Linked DNA regions of Mus musculus: region 2 is linked to region 1. The links are chromatin contacts, called in public HiChIP or PLAC-seq maps. All regions are on one chromosome and are shown on one strand. The core of a region is the stretch at or near the end of the contact, and the rest is flanking DNA. Distances in the headings are between cores, read along the strand shown.

Evidence for each region. HiChIP or PLAC-seq counts read pairs in DNA pulled down with a chosen protein or histone mark.
Region 2: a contact with region 1 is called in a BATF HiChIP or PLAC-seq map of CD8 T cells, with 5 read pairs. The contact joins two enhancer-like sites. A contact is called at or near these places in 2 of 115 datasets of contacts at active chromatin or transcription factors (CD8 T cells and microglia).

What each region holds. Positions count from the first base shown.
Region 1 is chr10:118,473,725-118,479,873 of GRCm38.p6, reverse strand. No RefSeq gene overlaps it. Among named protein-coding and RNA genes, the nearest start is that of Ifng, 36 kb to the right of the region's middle. Within about 2 kb of position 2,378, at least 21 of the 459 cell types and tissues checked have an H3K27ac peak or open chromatin away from gene starts, as enhancers often do. A contact at or near this core is called in CD8 T cells, where this site is marked.
Region 2 is chr10:119,024,835-119,030,983 of GRCm38.p6, reverse strand. It overlaps Gm33677 (predicted gene, 33677), which reads left to right. Exons shown (of 4, transcript NR_152787.1): 4 at 387-2,694. Among named protein-coding and RNA genes, the nearest start is that of Gm33624, 21 kb to the right of the region's middle. Within about 2 kb of position 2,258, at least 37 of the 459 cell types and tissues checked have an H3K27ac peak or open chromatin away from gene starts, as enhancers often do. A contact at or near this core is called in CD8 T cells, where this site is marked.

The sequences.
Region 1 (6,149 bases), core at 1,129-3,628:
CCCGTGTTTTTGGAGGCTATGAGGCCACTTGCCTTTTACAGTCCCCTACCTTAGAACTACACTGGCTCTTTGAAAATGACCAAAACATTGTGGGTACATTCCAACATGGAGACTCTGTTGTTCCTTCAGACCTCCCCAGGTTCTCTTCTCCAGATAGCTCCCCACCAGTCCACTCAGCCTCTGTTCAAAGTCCTCTTGCTCACACAGATTTTTGGCACCATCACCTTCTCTCTAACAGCTGACCACGTTCTTAGATGTCATGGCCACCTACTCTGACACATATTTGCATACATGTTTGTTATCGGGATTCCTCCACAAAAACCAAGATCATGAGGAAGAATGACTCAGTCATGTGCCTGACTCCATGCATCCCAGCTTGTGCTTCTCCACCAGGATTTAGTCAATGACTGAATTTCAGCTACTATGAGAGCAGAAAGCTCTGAGTCATAGCAAAACCACAGGCAGATGTGAACTGGTTTTAGAAATCAGCCCAAGACTCCTGAGATTCCTGACTTCGGGATGGGAAGCATTACATAATGGGTCCACTGTGTTCAGTGCAAAGTGATACCCGAGGGGAAGAAGAGAGTAGAGAAGGCAGAGAGATGGGGGAGGGGAGAAGCCAGGTAAACTGGACAAACAGGGAAGCGACCTTATTACTATACAGGTCTGGAACCACTTCAGGAGCTACGGGATGATCAGAAAATAAGGGCCTGACCTGTTCCTCACTCTGGCAGGGTTGTAGCTAAGCCAAACACCACCTCCACATCAGCAAACAGCCAAGAGCCAGAGTGTGAGCCAAAGCATGATGTGCAGTCTCAAACTTGGAGAAAGCTCCAAAGAGGAAGAAAGGAGCAAAAGGAGAGAAAGAAAGAATTGTGGACAATAATAAAAGACACTAGAGTGTGATGTCCAGGGAAATGATAAGAAACTCTCACAATGAAAGAAATACTTTGTAAGCCTCAGCTAGCATCTTACGATAAAAGGCTGATCTAGCCAGGGCTCTCTATAGAAAAAGGAGTGATGATGGTTCCAAAGTGACACTACTCCAGGACTGATGGTCACGAGGGTTGGGGTGTGTTGGGGGAGTTCTGTTAGGACTGACAGAGGGAGCAAGTTCTGAATTCGTTCTTTCCCTGTTGCTGACTACTGTATGAATATGGTGCAGTACGGTGTTCAACTGTATGGAGAAAAAATAGTTATGACAGCAAAATTACCAGCCCACGTTATCTCATCCAGGCTGGCTTCTGCCATCGATCCTTGAACTTAGCCATCAAGCTTCTTCTACATCTGAAAACTAACTCAATGGAGTTAAGGTCCCTAATCATGAGGGTATGAAATAATAAAATGGGGAAAGCCCCCTTTTGCTAACTGTGGATTTACAAATTAAGGCTTAGAAAAGAAAAGAAGCACATATAAAGCAAACCTCAAACATTAAACTCTGTACTACAGAGAGTAGGAGAGAGCCCACTACACACAGATGACACCTGTATAGAGAGCCCACTACACACAGATGGCACCTATAAACTTATCTATAAGCTATAAATAAGTCTATTCAGTTTTTTCTCTGAATACACAGATCATCCCTGAGTTAAAAAAAATCCATCATTTCAACTACTGTTCCCCTAAAAAGTCAACATAAAAAATTAAACCATTATATACAATCACAAATTAAAGTACTTCATGTTACACGTGTCTGATTTAACCTCCACCTTGAGACACTCATGCAGTGACATGAGGAGGCTTCCCCCACTGTTAAGCTCTATGGAGCTCAGGGCATTTTATCAATCTGTCAGCATCTCCTCCTTTTCTTCCTTCAACTCAGTGAAAGTCACTAAGTGAGATGAAGAGACAAGAATGTACGAGATCAAATGGTACATCTTTCCCCCTTCGCTGACAATTTTAAATGAGCTCAGAAATTGTACTTACAAATGAGCTTCATAAATCCCACCGGGACTCACAAAAGTATAAAGCAGAATCATTTCTTAAGTCATGTTGAAGCTTAAAATAATTTGGTAGTTATGCTTTTGTTTTATTGGTTATCAGCAGAGCTGAGCATTTCGGCTTGGTAGGTTACATCACCACAAACTCCTAACATAGAAAGCAGATTAGAAATCTTGAAAGACAATTATGACTCTCCATCTTGAGACATCTAAGTTTAGGTGAGATTAATATCAAATCTCTCCTTGCTTGCTTATTCAGTATTTAATGGTTGCAACAGTTTATCTATAGTGTCTTTGCACAAGCTGCCGTAACAAAATACCACAGAATTGAAAGACAGAACTAACAAGAAGTTTGAGAAGTTTGAGTGCAAGGTTCCAGCACGGTACTCTAGCAGAGGAACAAGGGCCTCAACTCTTTGCTTGCAGACAGCTGTCACATCTTCATGTACCCACATGACCTCTTCCTGTATTGCAGTGGGCACTCTAGTCTTTCCTGTCTTGTCTGTTTTGGTTTGGTTTGGTTCTTTATTAAAAGTTGAAGTAGCTCCATGTTGTTCAAGCTCTCCCCAAATTCTTGAATCAAGTGATTCTCATGCTTCCAGGTTCCCATACAACTAGGATTAGAGGTCCAGGTCACTGTGTCCAGAAGTTTCTCCCTCTTATGAAGACACTAAGACCAACACCAGGATTCTACCCATATGACCTCATCTAATCTGAACAACTTCCTAGCTTTAAATATTACCATGTTGTACATTATGGTTTTTTAATCCATGAACATTCAGTCATAATGTGTGTACGGTAAAACAATATGATGCACTAAGGGAAGAGGAAACATTCCATCCTGCAGGGAAACCCATTGAGACCGGAAGTAAACAACTCAGAATAACTTCAGAAAGTCCCTGAAACCAACCAAGTTCATTGGGGATATAAGTGGTAAAGTAGAACCTGCTGACAGCATTCTCAGACAAGCCCAGAGGCCTGGAAGAAGCAGAGACTAGCCAAGCTGCCTAAAAGACAATTGCACAAGCTGGCTTGCCTGGAAGAAGATCAGACCATCTGCACTGCCTGGAGAGGATACTCTCCTGCCTGTTGAGCTGCGGGCAAGCTGTTCAGTGTGCTCTATGTCCCCAGTTTTTATGAGCTGTCATCTGAATGAAAAAATTAAAACCAAAAGATATGACTGCTCCTGGGTATGGTAGAAGAGAAAGTTTATTGTAGATAAAAGGAGGAGCATAGACAGAGGCAGGGAGGGTCTAGAGTAGGTATGACCTTGAGCTGTGTCATGTGAGGAAAAGGGAAAGGGGGAGCGAAGAGCCAGATCAAGATGTCAGGATGGTAAAGGGTAGACCAAAGAAGGAAGAGGGCTGAGTAACCAAAATGGCTAAACTTTATAAGAAGGAGCAGCCCAGACCCTGGGCTGGAGAAGTTTAGGGTAGGAAGTGAGGTATGGCAACCATACCCTTTAATAGGTAGTGACTGGGGGTTCCTGGGAAAACCTGGTGGTCAGGTGTCAAATAGGCACCTCAGTTAACTATGTGTCCCAGAACAAACACCACCACCCATACTGGCTCAAATATCACCAGTGCTGGGTCTTTGGTGTCATTTCTGCTCCTGTAAATAACCCAGATTTCTATAAATGACACAAATAAAATGTGCTGGCTCACCAAGTCAGACTCTGGTACTATTTGTACTATGCTTTGTCATGCGTTCCTTTTTTAAGATGAGTAGCCAGGTATTCACAACTTCCCAGGAATAGGATCACACAACAGCAACTTACTTAAGGAGACACAGAAGTTCGAAGTTAGAATGTGAGCAGATCTCCCATGCTCATGGATTGGCAGGATCAACATTGTAAAAATGGCTATCTTGCCAAAAGCAATCTACAGATTCAATGCAATCCCCATCAAAATTCCAACTCAATTCTTCAACGAATTAGAAAGAGCAATCTGCAAATTCATCTGGAATAACAAAAAACCTAGGATAGCAAAAGCTCTTCTCAAGGATAAAAGTACCTCTGGTGGAATCACCATGCCTGACCTAAAGCTTTACTACAGAACAATTGTGATAAAAACTGCATGGTACTGGTATAGTGACAGACAAGTAGACCAATGGAATAGAATTGAAGACCCAGAAATGAACCCACACACCTATGGTCACTTGATCTTCGACAAGGGAGCTAAAACCATCCAGTGGAAAAAAGACAGCATTTTCAACAAATGGTGCTGGCACAACTGGTTGTTATCATGTAGAAGAATGTGAATCAACCCATTCCTCTCTCCTTGTACTAAGGTCAAATCTAAGTGGATCAAGGAACTCCACATAAAACCAGAGACACTGAAACTTATAGAGGAGAAAGTGGGGAAAAGTCTTGAAGATATGGGCACAGGGAAAAAATTCCTGAATAGAACAGCAATGGCTTGTGCTTTAAGATCGAGGATTGACAAATGGGACCTCATGAAACTGCAAAGCTTCTGCAAGGCAAAAGACACCGTCAATAAGACAAAAAGACCACCAACAGATTGGGAAAGGATCTTTACCTATCTTAAATCAGATAGGGGACTAATATCCAATATATATAAAGAACTCAAGAGGGTGGACTCCAGAAAATCAAATAGCCCCCTTAAAATATGGGGCTCAGAGCTGAACAAAGAATTCTCACCCGAGGAATACCGAAAGGCTGAGAAACACCTGAAAAAATGTTCAACATCCTTAATCATCAGAGAAATGCAAATCAAAACAACCCTGAGATTCCATCTCACACCAGTCAGAATGGCTAAGATAAAAAATTCAGGTGACAGCAGATGCTGGCGAGGATGTGGAGAAAGGGGAACACTCCTCCATTGTTGGTGGGATTGCAAGCTTGTACAACCACTCTGGAAATCAGTCTGGCGGTTCCTCCGAAAATTGGACATAGTACTACCGGATGATCCCGCAATACCTCTCCTGGGCATATACCCAGAAGATGTCCCAACCAGTAAGAAGGACACATGCTCCACTATGTTCATAGCAGCCTTATTTATAATAGCCAGAAGCTGGAAAGAACCCAGATGTCCCTCAACAGAGGAATGGATACAAAAAATGTGGTACATTTACACAATGGAGTACTACTCAGCTATTAAAAAGAATGAATTCACGAAATTCCTAGGCAAGTGGTTGGACCTGGAGGGCATCATCTTGAGTGAGGTAACCCAATCACAAAAGAACTCAAATGAAATGTACTCACTGATAAGTGGATATTAACCCAGAAACTTAGTATAGCGAGATATAAGGTACAATATGTAAAACATATGAAACTGAAGAAGAACGAAGACCAAAGTGTGGACACTTTGCTCATTCTTAGAATTGGAAACAATCATCCATGGAAGGAGTTACAGAGACAAAGTTTGGAGCTGAGACAAAAGGATGGTCCATCTAGAGACTGCCATATCCAGGGATCCATCCCATAATTAGCCTCCAAGCGATGACACCATTGCATACACTAGCAAGCCTTTGTTGCAAGGATGGTGATATAGCTGTCCCTTGTGAGACTAGGCCGGGGCCTAGCAAACACAGAAGTGGATGCTCACAGTCAACTATTGGATGGATCACAGGGCCCCCAATGGAGGAGCTAGAGAAAGTATCCAAGGAGCTAAAGAGATCTGCAACCCTATCAGAGGAACAACATTGTGAACTAACCAGTACCCCAGAGCTCTTGACTCTAGCTGCATATGTATCAAAAGATGACCTAGTCGGCCATCACTGGAAAGAGAGGCCCATTGGTCAGGCAAACGTTATATGCCCCAGTACAGGGGAATGCCAGGGCCAAAAAATGGGAATGGGTGGGTAGGGGAGTGGGGGGGGGGGGGCTTTTGGAATAGCATTGGAAATGTAATTGAAGAAAATATGTAATAAAAAAAAGAAAAAAAAAAGAATGTGAGTCTTTGTTTCATTCTTCCTGAAATAAGTTGTCACAAAATATCATGAAGTTGGAAGCCCTGACATGGGAGGAAACTTGATAACAATAACATCAACCCCATTTTTATAATAGTACTTTATCCGGCCTGTATTTTGTCCTGTGCTTGCTCCGGTTCCTTGGATTCTTCTGCCATCTCTGTTCCCACATGAAGACACTGAGTCCCACGTAAACTATCACTTGCCTTGTATCACAAAGTCAAGGACATATTAAAAGCTATGTCTCAGTAGTCCACATCCAATGTTCTATCTGCTTTT
Region 2 (6,149 bases), core at 1,009-3,508, 550 kb before region 1:
TTGCCTCAATTGCAACCTGGTTTGACTTACCTTCTAGAGCAGTTGGTTCTCAACCTCCCTGCTGCTGTGACCCTTTAATACAGTTCCTCATGTTGTGCTGACACCCCCCCCCCCAAACCACGAAAGTATTCTGTCATCACTTCATAACTGTGATTTTGCTACTCTTGTGAGTCATAATGTAAATATCTGATAGGCAGGTTATCTGATATGTGACCTCTGTGAAAGGTTCCATCTGACTCCCAAAGGGGTTGTGACCCACAGGTTGAGAACCACTGGTCCTAGGAGGGTGGGTCCCATAGTTGAGCAGATGTAAAACTGATGGACAGAAGGAAGATCTTTCTCGCCTCTCATCTAGAACAGAAACTACTTTCTTTGTTTCTCTTCAGTGCACAGAATGGTCTGACTGCTCAAATATCTCCAGGGGATTGATCCAAAGTCAGGCCCTGAGCACATGGAGCTGAAGGAGAAGACTAACCTGTACAGAAGATATCTTCTGTGCTCTGGAATGTTCTCTCGTGTTACCAGTCTTCTTGGAAAGACACATTGCTCTTATGGGGTGCCTAGGATCCATCCTGGGTTCTTCCACACAAGTGGGCATAATACAGCTACCAAGAGCAGTCGCTGTGGTGGCCCAGGATTCTGGCTCTGGTGCCTGTGGACCATGCTGCACCATCTATGGAGAAGTATCTCACGCCTTTGCTAGGGATCCAGTGTCGCTGTCTCAGTGAGGGGACAGGACACATGGTTTGGAAAAGCTTCTTTCTTCCATATCTGAGACTCATATCTCAAACTTTTCTTTTTGGGATCTTGGGTGTGATATCTTTCTTGCTTTAATCTAAATATAGTTTTGGGCATGAAGAAAATGCTTAGAAAGCCGATGGCTTGCTGATGTCAGAAGGAGAGAGTGCTAGTTTGCATTTTGCCAAACTGCCTTTTACGCAGATCACATTTCACTCAATGGCCAGGGTTTTGACTCTTGCCAACATGATGTTTAAAATAATCAATATCTTGGTCCATAGCTGCAGCCCCTTGGCAAGACTGCTAAGATAACTGGCCTCCAGTGCTGGCTGTGAAGGTTTTGAACAGATCTCAGTACACAGGAAACGTTTACGTTATTGGAAGCGTGTGTTTCTATGCGGGGAGATGGTGTATAATCTGCACATAAACTCCAGGCGGGCTGATAGTACTTGTAAGAAAGAGATAAGTCTTTGGGGTAGTTTTCTGTGCTACCCGGTGTCTCTGAACCTGAGGCTTTGAGAGAGATGCTTTGCTTCTCAAGTTCAAACCTCTTTTAATTTTTAGAATAATATATAGTAAATATATCCTAACACTTTAAAAATTAAATGAATAGTTCCACCATGTTCTGGCATGTTCTGTTGTTCCAAACCATCTGTAACTTACATATCAAATTTACAACCCTTCCAATGAGGGTTTCTTTTTAACCACAAGCACTCGTTTTTAGAGGTTTCCAGCATTCATATTTATAATCCAATAGTTTATCACCTTCTCAAAGAAAATGGGGGGAGGGGGTTGCTGATTTTTCCATCCCCATGCCGCTGGCTGCTACTTGCTGGCTTCTTATCTTCAGTGGTACCGTTTCTGGGAATGTCAGTGTGTCTCTGGCAAATTTCTTTTGTGTGTGTGTTGGAATAAATTGCCCAGATGGAGACAGAATATTAACAGTTTCTTGGCCTTTGATGTGAGTTGTTACACTGATTTGTTAAAGATCAGCAGAGATGTGTGCCTTGTGACTCGCAGTGGTTGAACTGCTGAGGCAGGGGCGGTACTCCCAGTGTATTAACAGGTAGAGTTATTAGCTCCTGCCCTTCCAAACTGAGGCCAGCTGGCCAGCCCATTGGGTACACTGCTTGACCAGCAGCCTTATTCAGACAGCAAAGGTTTAGTTACTCCAGGACACCCTTCCCCGGGTGTCATGCCCCACCCTCTTCTTTTTCTTTCTTGGCCTCTAGCTGTCTGATGCTTCTTTGGCGAGGTAGAGATAATAGACAAATGGTGTTTTCCTGAGTGGTGGCCCTACTTCTGCTTTTGTTAGCCCACTTAACCCTGGAATAACCCTGTTAGGGTGAATCACTCCCATCCCATAGCCATTCATACTGAAGTTTACCCAGGTGCACAGAGATGCAACCTCACAACCCAGGGTTAAACCCTGCCTGGATAGCCCCTAGGGTGTCAGTAACAAGCCTGCCTGGGCTGTGAGATACTGTAGGTGCAGGGTGTCAGGAAGAAGGGGGACAGGATGGGGGCTGGACTGTCAGAGGAGCTGAAGCTAGGATGCCTCAGCTTCCCCTGTATTCTTTCGGTTCCTATATTATTAAGCATTTCCATTGGCTTATGTCATATTTATTCACAGCTGTCAAATGTTAGATGATGTCAGAGGAGGGAGGATGTATTCAAAGCCCAGTTACTAAAATGTCTATTTTGACTTAAAGAAGTCTTCTGCCTTACACTTGTCTCACATCTCTTTAATCTATAGTCACTTCTAACAAAGAACATACAGGATCCAGCAGCACTTTAGGGGATTCTCGCCAAATTCACTTAAGCGTGGACCCTTTTGTTGAATTATCACCCAGACATATCCTTGTCTATTTACCGTCTATGAAACCATTGGCATCTATTCTGGTCCATTACGGAGCCATCTATGTAGTTTGAGATTAAACCTTGATTGCTTTCCCGAAAGAGATCTCTAAGTGTCTTCCTTTTACTGTACAATTATTCTCCAGTTGACTTTCCATAAGCCAGGCTAATCTTCCAAGTGCAGTTGGGTAATGACTGTTTGAGAGGAGCTGAGGGGAAAGCTTGTTCCTTGTTATAAATCGACCAATTCATGACAGAAAAGAAGAGACTGTTATATGAAGATTCTGGCATTTCCTTTACCAGCCATGGGAGAAAGACAGTTTCCTCACAATAGAGAGGTAAGCAATCGATTAGGCCAAGTCAGGGAGGGTGCGGGGAGAGGGAAACACTATGACGTGTCTGAGACTTTTGTGGTAGTGGAAGTCAGATAGTAAATTTAAATGTCCATTGAGAAGGACAAACAGTAAGCAATGCCAGGGACTGTATCTAGAATAGTTTTAGAACCCTTATCTCCATGACAGGGCCCTGGGACACATGTCCCTCCAACACCAGTGCCCCACTGTTGGTCGTTCCTCCTGAAACAGATTCCTCCAGCTGGCACTCCAGACCATGCTTATCTGTGGACAAGAAGACATCTTCCAGATGGGAGAAACCCAGGAGAGGGCTGCAGCCCCTGGGAGCTGTCCATCACCGCTGTGAGGCAGAACCCAGACACGAGCGCACAAAGAGCACAGCCCCCAGAGTGTCCACTGTACAGCTGCGAAGTGAGAGGAAGGGCTCTGAATTCCAAATATATCTCAAGTCCTCTGCCTCCTCCACACTCCTGTGACCATCTCCTGGGGCCTGGCCACCCTCTGCTGCCTGCACTAACTGGTCCTGCTTCTCTTGTTTTCTTCCTTTGCTTTTGCCTCAAGCATTTTCTAAAGTACAGCCCACACCTCAGCTCACACTGCCATGCAAAACCCTTCTGTGGCTTGCCAGCATCCTAAAGAAAGGACATAGATACAGTCTTGTTGACTGCTGCTCCCTCTGACTCTCTGGCATCTCTCTGACTCTCTCCACCAGCCATGTGGGTGGGCTTAGCCTCACCATACTGAAGACGGTTCCTCCTCCTCCTTCCTCTTCCTTGAGCTTTGGCTTGATATTCACTTCTTCCTGTCAGTGCCTCCTACTCTCTCCCTACCTTTAATGAGATTTATCTTTCCTTTTCCTCCCCACTCCTCCTCCGACCCTTTTTCTTCTGCCTCCCCCCTGTTCTCTCTCAGTCACTAATTCTATGGTTATTGATTTGTTTATTGCTCATCATTCTCACCAGGAGCTAGCAGTCTGGTACCCTACCCACACTACCAAGAAAAGCCTCAGGCACATTACAACCTGTGGGTTGTGACCCCTTTGGGGATTGCGTATCAGGTATCCTACATATCTGATATCTACATTACGACTCACAACAGCAGTAAAATTATAGGTAAGAGGTAGCAACAAAAATAATTTTATGGTTGGGAATCACCACGACATGAGGAACTGTATCAAGGGGTCACAGCATCAGCATGGTTGAGAACTGCCATGTTACAGTTTCTCAATTGATATTTAATAAACAAATTAGTGAATGACCGGTAAAGCATGGATTTGCCCCCGTGTGAAGTTCTTTCCTGGAAATGCTACCATTAGCACAATCCCCTGTGTCACCCAGGAGGGTCTGATGGATCATTTGTTCCCATGCAGTGTTTTGTAGACAGACTCTCCAGGAGAATCAGAGACTGTGGTAAGCTGCAGTTTGGTGACACTACCAGGAGAAGTTGGGCACCAAGGAAGCACAGGCACCAAGCCATTTCTGCCACGCACCACCCTGGGTCTGTTTGGCACCTGCCCTGCTGGGCTAGTCCTGGAAAATTCTTTTGCTAGTTGCTTCTCTTCTAATTCGTTTCTTTCTCCCACACCCTCAGGAAGCGACAGGGAAGGAGAAACTAGACCATCTGGGGCTGTGGGAAGGTCTGGCAGAGAGAAGGGACTCCACGGTGACAGTTCTTGGGAGGCCTGACTTCATCTCCCTGTATCTGAGGACTGGCTGAAACAGGGCAGGCAGTGGTCATTTATGGAAGTGCGCATGGGTGCGCTTTTGGACATTTGCATAGAGATCTGCGTTCCGAAGGAGACGTGGGGCTTTTGTTAAGGGTTTTTCTCTGTTCTCTTCCTCCCTCACCCACACTGTGTGACCCTCTGCCAACACCATGGAGATGGGACATTTTTCTGAATAGTTTTCTCTAAGGCTTATTTATTCCAAATCTACCTGCCTTTAAGGTTCTGTTCCTGGTCCAGAGCATCAATGTCCCCTTCTGTTACGTAAGTACTGTACAATGGTGGTGGTGGGGTGCTCTAGAAACAATATTCTCCGACGTTCTCTAAACCAAAGAATGAACTCTACACACAGGCATTCCAGAGGGGGAGGTGGGACGGGCACACATGGGAGAGCATGTGGAAGTCTGTGGTGCTGGCAACTGCCCTGTTTAAGAATAGTGTCTGTCTCTCATTGCTCTTGCAGAGGAACCAGGTTAGATTCTCGGCACCTAAATGGTGACTCATACGCCTCTATTACTCCAGTTTCAGGGGACCTGATACTCTCTTCTGCCTTCCTTGGGCACCAGCCATACATATAGTATGCATATATATACCTATAAGCAAAACAAAGTAGATATGCATAATATATACATATGTTGTATATACACACACACATATATACATATATATATATCACAGACACTTGGAAATGGCTTGCTGTCTATTTTATCTTAGTTCTGTTATGTTATTTGGCTGGTTGTGGAGTATTGGGAATTTATTAACCTGCTAACACCTAATTACAGCTTCTACAAAATGGGATTTCTTTATGGAATGAAGTAAATGTTAATATGAATAAGAGGATCTTATTTATTGTTGCGTGAGTAGCAAGCGAGTGACTGGGTGTGAGGAGCTTAGCCCAGGGCTTATTGCACAGCAAGCTTCAGAAAGGACAGCGGTGTAGTCTCTGGACCTCATAACGAAACGCTGACAGTTCTCACCGCTGGGGTTGATTTGTGACCCTCTCTCACTGGTCTCCCTGCCTACAGCAGTGTGTCTGTTAGGCCATGTCCAAACCCACCACTTTCCTAAAGTCTCCTGTGACCCTCTTTCTTGGTTACAGAATAAATGTGTTGACGATGTGTCAAGGTTCTCTCCGGGCTGCTCTCAGCTGTGTGGTGTGATTCTTGTTGTTACGGGCGTCAGAAAGTGATTTGGACAGGGTAAGCCAAATGCAAATGTGTTGTCGCTGTATCAAGACAAGAGCCACTGGGCGATGCTCTGGCCTGTCTTCCTGACAGCCACTCTAGTTACAGAATCACATGAAAACCCAGGCTTTGCCACTTTCTTGGAAAGAGAAGGACTCCAGTGGAGAAGCACAAGATGGTGGGGAATCAACTGCAATGTGTGTTACTGCTCAGGCTGACCTGAGCCCGGTGCTCAACTCTAAACGAGTGACTTCATCCAGTGATACAGGTCAGGGCATGGCCAACAAACAGGCT